Linked DNA regions of Mus musculus: regions 1 and 3 are each linked to region 2. A link is a contact called in public Hi-C and promoter capture Hi-C data. All regions are on one chromosome and are shown on one strand. Each heading gives the region's core, a stretch centred on a gene start, on an enhancer-like site or on the middle of the called end of the contact. The rest is flanking DNA. Distances are from core to core; before and after follow the strand shown. Region 1 has its middle 260 kb from the start of Tdrd3. Region 2 holds the start of Pcdh20 (protocadherin 20). Region 3 has its middle 430 kb from the start of Gm33203.

Evidence for each region. Promoter capture Hi-C pulls out the DNA fragments that hold promoters and counts their contacts. Hi-C and Micro-C count contacts between places; a contact is called where the count stands out from the background.
Region 1: a contact with region 2 is called in a Hi-C map of ventral hippocampal neurons, with 2.6 times the contacts expected there. The contact joins the enhancer-like site here to the promoter of Pcdh20 in region 2. A contact is called at or near these places in 3 of 39 promoter capture datasets (cranial neural crest, hippocampal neurons and liver), 1 of 484 Hi-C or Micro-C datasets (ventral hippocampal neurons), 1 of 115 datasets of contacts at active chromatin or transcription factors (astrocytes) and 1 of 9 other capture datasets (embryonic stem cells).
Region 3: a contact with region 2 is called in a promoter capture Hi-C map of hippocampal neurons, with 5 times the contacts expected there. The contact joins the enhancer-like site here to the promoter of Pcdh20 in region 2. A contact is called at or near these places in 3 of 39 promoter capture datasets (the 3T3-L1 cell line, hippocampal neurons and maxillary cranial neural crest), 1 of 484 Hi-C or Micro-C datasets (embryonic fibroblasts) and 1 of 9 other capture datasets (adipose tissue).

The regions. Positions count from the first base shown.
Region 1 is chr14:87,679,602-87,682,301 of GRCm38.p6, reverse strand. No RefSeq gene overlaps it. Among named protein-coding and RNA genes, the nearest start is that of Tdrd3, 260 kb to the right of the region's middle. Within about 2 kb of position 1,286, at least 5 of the 459 cell types and tissues checked have an H3K27ac peak or open chromatin away from gene starts, as enhancers often do. A contact at or near this core is called in ventral hippocampal neurons, where this site is marked.
Region 2 is chr14:88,470,056-88,472,755 of GRCm38.p6, reverse strand. It overlaps Pcdh20 (protocadherin 20), which reads left to right and starts at 1,360. Exons shown (of 3, transcript NM_178685.5): 1 at 1,360-1,375; 2 at 1,661-1,897. The coding sequence starts at 1,766.
Region 3 is chr14:87,901,271-87,903,970 of GRCm38.p6, reverse strand. No RefSeq gene overlaps it. Among named protein-coding and RNA genes, the nearest start is that of Gm33203, 430 kb to the left of the region's middle. Within about 2 kb of position 1,315, at least 10 of the 459 cell types and tissues checked have an H3K27ac peak or open chromatin away from gene starts, as enhancers often do. A contact at or near this core is called in adipose tissue and hippocampal neurons, where this site is marked.

The DNA of each region.
Region 1 (2,700 bases), core at 37-2,536, 790 kb after region 2:
TGCCTGACAAATACAGAAGTGGATGCTCACAGCCATCCATTGGATAGAGTACATGGTTCCCAATGAAGGAGCTAGAGAAAGTATCAAGGGAGTTGAAGGGGTTTGCAGCCCTATAGGAGGAACAACAATATGAACTAATCAGTATCTCCAGAGCTCCCTGGGACTAAACCACCAATCAAAGAAAACACATGGTGGGACTCGTGGCTCTAGCTGCATATGTAGCAGAGGATGGCCTAGTCAGTCATCAGTGGGAGAGATGCCCTTGGCCTTGTGAAGGTTATATGCCCCAGTATAGGGGAATGCCAGGGCCAGGAAGCTGGAGAGTGTGGGTTGGTGAGCAGCGGGAAGTGGGGAGGGATATGGGGTTTTCAGAGGGGAAACTAGGAAAGGGGGATAACATTTGAAATGGAAATAAAGAAAATATCTAATAAAAAAAAGGGAAGAAAGAAAAGAACAGGTTTCCAAGACACAACAATGAAACATAACAATATAAAATATAAGATGAAGCAACAACTATTATATCAAAGTTGGATAGGGCAACACAACAAGAGGAAAAGAGCCACAAAGCAGTGAGGGGAGTCAGAGAAGCACTTGTCCTCAGTTAGAGTCCCATAAAGATACTAAGCTAATAGCTACAATATATTGCAGAGGACCTGGTGCAGACCCATGCAGGCCCTGTACTTGCTGCTTTGAACTCTATGAGTTCAGATGCACCGTGCTTAATTGATTCAGAGGGTCTTGCTTTCTGCAACCCCTCTGCCTCTTAAAATCTTCCCTTCTCCTCCTCTTCCTACCTGTCCTCATTCGCCTCCTCCTGCTCCTCCCCCTCCCTCTCCTCTCCCTCCTCCTTCTCTTCCTCCCACCCACTCCCATGCCTCTTCCCATTCCTCCCCCCCCCTTGCCTCCAAGAGGATGCACCACCCTACCCCTGCCACCAGGCATCCCACTTCCCTAGGATCTCAAGTCTTTCAAGGATTAAGCTCTTCTTCTCCCACAGAGGAATGACCAAACAGTCCTCTGTTGTATATGAGTCACAGGCCTCAGAAGAGCAGCTCCCCATAATGTTCCAAAGGCAATTGTTTCCAGGAAGCCGATTCTAAGGTACAACTCTTAGAATACAAGGTGCACATTTTTCTTCGTAGGGTGCATAGGAAATGAAGTGCAATCAGACTTAATTTTTTCTATACTTGAAACAAAAAAATATAGTTCAGTGCCAATTGAATACAACTCCAATCAGCTGGGCTTATTTGGAGTCTTGACAAGCTGGCCTCAAAAGCAGGGAATGCCTTCCAAACAGCCAGCTTCATTTTCAACCATATTACTGAAGACAGTTAGATGCTGTAGCAGAGAGGGGAGGCCAAGAAACCAGCCCACGTATATTGGTTATCTATATAAGAGAAATATCAGTGTGCATCTGCCAAAAAAATAACAAACATTTCAACAAGTACAGCTCAGATAATTGGTTAGACACGTGCCTTGGGGGAGGGGCTTGTCAGATTCCCTATCTCATTTCATGGACTGGAATGAATTTCAAATTTCAAATAGCTTAAAGACCTGGCTTTAAAGTATTGCAACAGTTAGAGAGAAAAAGGAATAATAATAGCATGCTGTTTCCTAAAAGACCAAAAGTGAAATATAACAGATTAGATAAAATAAGCTAGAAAATAACACAGTTAGGAAAGTCTACATATTGAGAGACAATATGTAAGAAAAAAAAAGAATTTCTTTAAGAGAAAAAGAATCAGAAGACAAGCCTTACTTAGCCTAAACCTACTTAACTCAGAAGAAATCAAAGATAGTTTGTAGAATAGAACTCAGTCATCAATAAACATAGAAAAAGATGTTCAAACTTCCTAGAAATCAAGAGAGAGGTTTTTTTTTTAATTTTTTTCCTATTGTCTATGGATGTTTTACTAAAATGTATTTCTATGCAGAATGTGCCTGCCTGGTGCTTCCAAAAGCCAGAAGAGGGCTTTTGGGGTCCTTGAAACTGGATTTAAAGGATGCTGGAAGACCCAATGTCCTCTGGAAGATCAATCTAGTGCCCTTACCTAGGATACCCAAGATATAAGATACAATTTGCTAAACACATGAAACTCAAGAAGAATGAAGACTGAAGTGTGGACACTATGCCCCTCCTTAGAATTGGGAACAAAACACCCATGGAAGGAGTTACAGAGACAAAGTTTGGAGCTGAGATGAAAGGATGGACCATGTAGAGACTGCCATATCCAGGGATCCACCCCATAATCAGCATCCAAACGCTGACACCATTGCATACACTAGCAAGATTTTATCGAAAGGACCCAGATGTAGCTGTCTCTGGTGAGACTATGCCGGGGCCTAGCAAACACAGAAGTGAATGCTCACAGTCAGCTAATGGATGGATCACAGGGCTCCCAATGGAGGAGCTAGAGAAAGTACCCAAGGAGCTAAAGGGATCTGCAACCCTATAGGTGGAACAACATTATGAATTAACCAGTACCCCAGAGCTCTTGACTCTAGCTGCATATGTATCAAAAGATGGCCTAGTCGGCCATCACTGGAAAGAGAGGCCCATTGGACAGGCAAACTTTATATGCCCCAGTACAGGGGAACGCCAGGGCCAAAAAGGGGGAGTGGGTGGGTAGGGGAGTGGGGGTGGGTGGGTATGGGGGACTTTTGGTATAGCATTGGAAATGTAAATGAGCTAAATACCTA
Region 2 (2,700 bases), core at 111-2,610:
ACTACGGACTCCAAGGTAAATATTTACCAATGTTGGTAAAAGTTCAGCTGTAGGGTATAAGTGGCAGTCAGAGGGCTAAGAAAGAAGGGACAAACACGCCTCCCTGGATGTGGTTTGTTTACCAGATGCATGATGGACTTTTACCCAGAAGACCATGTCCAGATGTGTACATGTGGTCTGGCTACTTCATCTATACTCCCACTGGGCTGTAAAGAGCTATGCTCATAATATTTGTCAGATTTGTAGTATAGTGTTTTGTCTTTTCCATATACAATACAACTTTGCAATAACAAGCATCAGAACACACCAGATGTTCTGATGTAGTACTTTATCAATGTTCATGAGTTTCCATCTAGGATTAGTGGAATACAGGAGAAAAATATGGCCATTAGCCAAACAATTTCTATTTTGGTTAGTACAAGGTAGAAGAAAATTAAATTAGCTTTCCTTTGGAAAGTACAGAGAATTGTTATTTCTGATGCTAGAGGCAGAGATTTTTCTGGTCTTAACTCAGTCACTAGTCACTTAGCCGACAAGACTTTATGTTCAGGGCAGTTAGGGGGAAATTTAGAAGCCTAGTGAAGAGAATGTAGACTTGAAGAGAAGCTGAATGCCTTTGGCCAATACTTATATGATACCCAGTAGATCTACCAGTTCTACAGACTGAATGTACTGGATACTCCCATCAACTGATTTCATGAAAGATTGCAGGTCACAGACTGTTGAAGATCAGAGTCAGTAAGATAGCAAAACATTTTGGATGCTGGACCTGGACAGCTCCAGGACCACTTTGTAAAGGGGCATACCCCCAATTAGACCCTTAGGAGAGCAGAGTGAGAAGAGAAGTGGGAACATTTGAAGAGCAACCTCTATTTTATTTAAGCTTTAGTGACTGCCCTCTCTCCTTTCAGTGTTTCCCTTCCAGAATAATAGCTGTTATTACTCACAATACACAAATACACACACAGATATATTGACAAACACAGACACAGACACAGACACAGACACAGACACAGACACACACACACACACACACACACACACACACACACACACACACCATGTTCTGCTCGTCGTCGTTCAGCTAGAAACTGTCTTTCATCTAGAAACTGGAGCTACCTTTAAAATTAAACCTACAGGCAGACACCGAGAAACACTATCAGCTTTGCCATCACCAATAGCGAAAATTAAAATGAAGACAGGAAGAGCCTCCACCGATTTCATAGCTTTGCTTTTCTGGCTTGCATCTTTGGCACCAAGAAGTTGAGACTGATCTTGTTTGAGAAAAGTGTGTTTTCTTGCTCAGTGCAAAGAACTGCTGGATCCACATTGACAAGGAGGAATTTGTTGGCAAAGCCTGGTTTTGTGGGAACAGGTCTGTGCGTTCAGACACCAAGGGAGCTTGTTTATTTATTTTAATTCTCTCTTTCTTGCTAACAACCTGTAGACTTGGGATTTAAGTGGTGCAGTAAGGAGCGAGGCTTGTCAAGGCTAGTAGTCATGTGCTCTGGTCCCCAACCTGGTGGCATCTCCTCCCAGCTGTAAAGAGCCAGTCCTTATTCTGGCTCTTTTGGTGGGTTGTCCAGGAGCGGACACTGTAAATGTCCCCTTCTGAACCTAGGCTTTCCAGTTCATCGGAGTTTCTGTTCTTAATTGACAGACCAGTGACTATTGGCTGAAGTTCCCCGGCGATTTGCATGAACAGAGAGGGAGTGTCCTCTGCCACCCTCCCTTCTGGAGCGCTCTGACTGCAGCCTCCCAGGGAATGCGCGGCCGAGGGAACGCGCGCAGCTTGCTGGTCCAGGCAGTGAGCTTGCGCCCGGCGACCTGGCACCCGTGCCTGGATATGGGGCATCTACATCGTCCCAGCAGCAGGACCAGCCACAGGAACCTGCCGGTAAGGATGCGCGAACCCTGGGTCCTCCAGAAGTTGCAATGCTCTCCAGCTGTTTCTACTCCTGGATGGTATTTTCAAACGTTTTCCCAGAATGCAAACTTCAGGAGAGGATAGGGGGAGGGAAAGGAGTTTGGGATACTGAGCCCAAGGTATTTTAAACAAATAGCTTGGTCCCTCGGGTCCATAGAGGAAGTTTCTGAAGCAGAAATGTTGCATGAGGTGGAGGGTCGAGGATGCGCTCAATCCTCTTTATATTCCAGGCTGTAAAGATCGATCCCTGTGTCCAATGTCAGCTTGGAATCGTCTGTCTACTGCAACTGACAAATGCCTTTGCATAATAATTTTTCGCGATTACTTTGCTGGCTTGTCAGCTTAGCAGGAGGTAGAGGGCATAATAAGAGGTAGAGATCCAGATCACTTTATTTGATTTCTTGTACGGATTAAAATGAAAAATCTTTTTCCTCCCTAAAGCAGGTAGGGAATATGGCTCAATTTTCCATCATGATGTTGTTGTTGTTGTTGTTGTTGTTGTTGTTGTTGTTGTTGTTGTTGTCATTGTTACAACTGATGCTGCTGTCCTTATTGGCCTCATAGAAAACGAGTCTATCACATTAGATGTTCTGGGACTTTAATGGTAGAATCATGTCAATGAGCACTAAATCCTGCACTGCTCAGTCCTTTTCGCCACCTTCCCCTCCCTTTCTTCCCCACAACCTACGGAGGTTTTCCTGTCTAGTTAAGCAGCCAGCAAATTGCGTCAAAGTATGCTCTGTTCTGTGTTTCCAGAGACCCAAAGCCTTAAA
Region 3 (2,700 bases), core at 66-2,565, 570 kb after region 2:
AAGATATTGAATAAGAACATAGGAAAAGGCTGTCTGTTATTAGGCAATCACCCAGCATTGGTATCATCACATAGCTCAGAAAGATATCAAGTGGAGCAACTGTTGGCTAAGCTGACGGTCACTCAGATATATTTTACAGAAGCTTAGTAATCCATTCCAGAAACAGCAGTATGCGACTATACTGTTATGCCTATATAGTTTATCAACTAATAGTGGCAGTCTATGTGGCCATGTTCAGTGAATTATTCATGTAATGTGAGACTATTATTTAATGTATAAAAAATTGCTAAGAAGACCTGAAGAGATGACTCAGTCTCTAAAATGCCTGTCACACAAACATGAGAATCGGAGTTCAACCACTAGCTGTCATGTAAAGGCCAAGAGAAGCACGGAAGATGCCTGAAATGGCAGTGCTGAGGAAAGGGAAGCATGACGATCTCTGAGGGTTGCTGGCTAGCTAGTCTAGCTAAATAGGTCAAGTCATGGTTCATTGAGAGATCCTGTCTCAAAACATTAGACATTGAACACACAACGCAGGCACAAGACAAAGAGTTCTGGCCTCCAAATACACACACACACACACACACACACACACACACACACACACTCACTCTCTCTCACAAACATGCACAAAGTTGCTGATGCTATGGGAAGGAAGGTCACCAAGAGAAAAACCACTTAGACTAAAACACTACATTAACTTTAAAGAAAATATGCTAGCCCTTCAGAGCTCAGAGAAGTTTGTGAAAGAGGGGGCAGAAAGATTGTGATGAGCCAGTAGAGATGGAAGACAAGAAAGAGAGTGTGCCTTCCAGACACAATAGGAATCGTGCACATACCACCACAGAGAGACTGGCAGCATGCAGTGAGACTGCAAAGGTCCAAGCAAAACTGGTTACCACACTGAGAAGAAGTGGAAATCAGCTCCCATGTTTAACCAAGAAGCTATATGTAAATGACAATCTCTCACAAAGGGAAAAAAAAATCTTAATTCTCCAATGAAGTTTCACTGAATATATAAACTTTAGCCCAGTGGTAGATGGCCAACACAAAACTAACTCAATGGTAGTTTTAGAAACTTTTTATTTTGTCTCAATGCATTGTTTGGACATCTTTTTAACCTTATTGTTCTTTTGCTCATGTATTGCTATCTTGAAAAATATCAGAAAAATGGAAGTAAAGGAGAAAAATGAAAGGCGAATTTCATAAAAGTTAAAGTGAAAATAAAAAACAATGTTACCCCTAAACATAGAACAGTCTGTGCTGCTTGCTGGAATTAATCCATTTTCTGTTTGATTTGTTTTCGAGTTCCCATTGGCGATTGCTTGTGCCAAACGGTTGTGAAACCTTGTCTGTGTGCTCCCACATGCACAGCAGACTCAGAAGTTCTTTAGAATGCTTTGTCATTCACAAACACAATAAATTATTCAGATTTACAAAACGAGATATTCATCCTTCTGAAGACTCGCCATAGATACAGTTCCTTTCAGTCATTTATAAATAGTTTTCAGGGCTTGTAGCTTACTATGCACCGAGCTTGAAAACAGCAAAGATGAATTAATCATGGAATCTACTCCATGAGCCACATTTTAAAAAGAAAGTCATACTTAACATGAATCCTAATAATTAGGTTGAGGAATACAGTTTACTGTCTATAAATACCCATTTTTCAGAAGGAAATATACTTCTGAAAAATAGTGGAGTGCCTATCTATCATCACAAATACATGACCTTCCAAAAATTCCCATTTTTCAAAATAATCGCCAAACTCAATCCTTTGTACTTTCATTGAAAGAATAAATGGCTAGTCTATTTTTCAAAAGAAGTTTGAAGAGAAACCATAGCAGTCTGTAGAAGAAGCTACCCCCGTTCCCTACTCGTATAGATTGGTCTATCCAATTGCCCCACTACATCCATGATCAGGGAGGCATCTCGAAAAAACTCAACCAGGCCTCTCACAGTTCTGCCTCTGTGTGGGAGTTTTCATCTTCCCCAAGGCAAGTGAGATTCCTACAAGCTAGTAAGAAGCAGACTGCTTAGGTTAGAGCACACCATCTGTGCTAATGAGGCAATAACTTTTAATGTGCAAATCTGTCACCCTCCCAATGAGTTTATTTGGAATTTAAAGAGACAACTTCTTAAGTGAAGGAATTGTTCAGAGTAGGAAATCTGAGCCTTCTGTCATATCTCCAAGTGAGATATTTGAGGTTGGTGGATAAGCCTCCCTGTATTTGAATTTGATAAGCATTCGGGGTCCTAAGGTTAAGTCTTTATCCTTTCTTTTGAACCTGTGCAGCCTTCAAGATGTTTGAAAATCAACCCCAGCCTTTTCTGAGCCACTTTATTCTGATACCTCATAGCACTAAAAGCCTGTGCTCACAGTTAAAAGAAAGCTACTTATTCAGCAAATGTACTGAACTTCTATTATGTGTTAGGCACTGTGATAAGTATGAGAGATCAAGTAGAGAGTACTAGAATAAACAATGTAGATTTAACAATATAATATGTACCTGAGCAAAGAAATCCAATGTATATAATCATTAGGGAATATGAATCTATATTTCTAATAGTTAATAACTGTATATTATTTAAAAGTCAATATTATAACACAACTAAATTAAGTGGCCTTAATAAATTATACTCACAAATTATAACGTCATGATAATAGTTTAAAGTTGGCTACAATCACATTTATGTTAA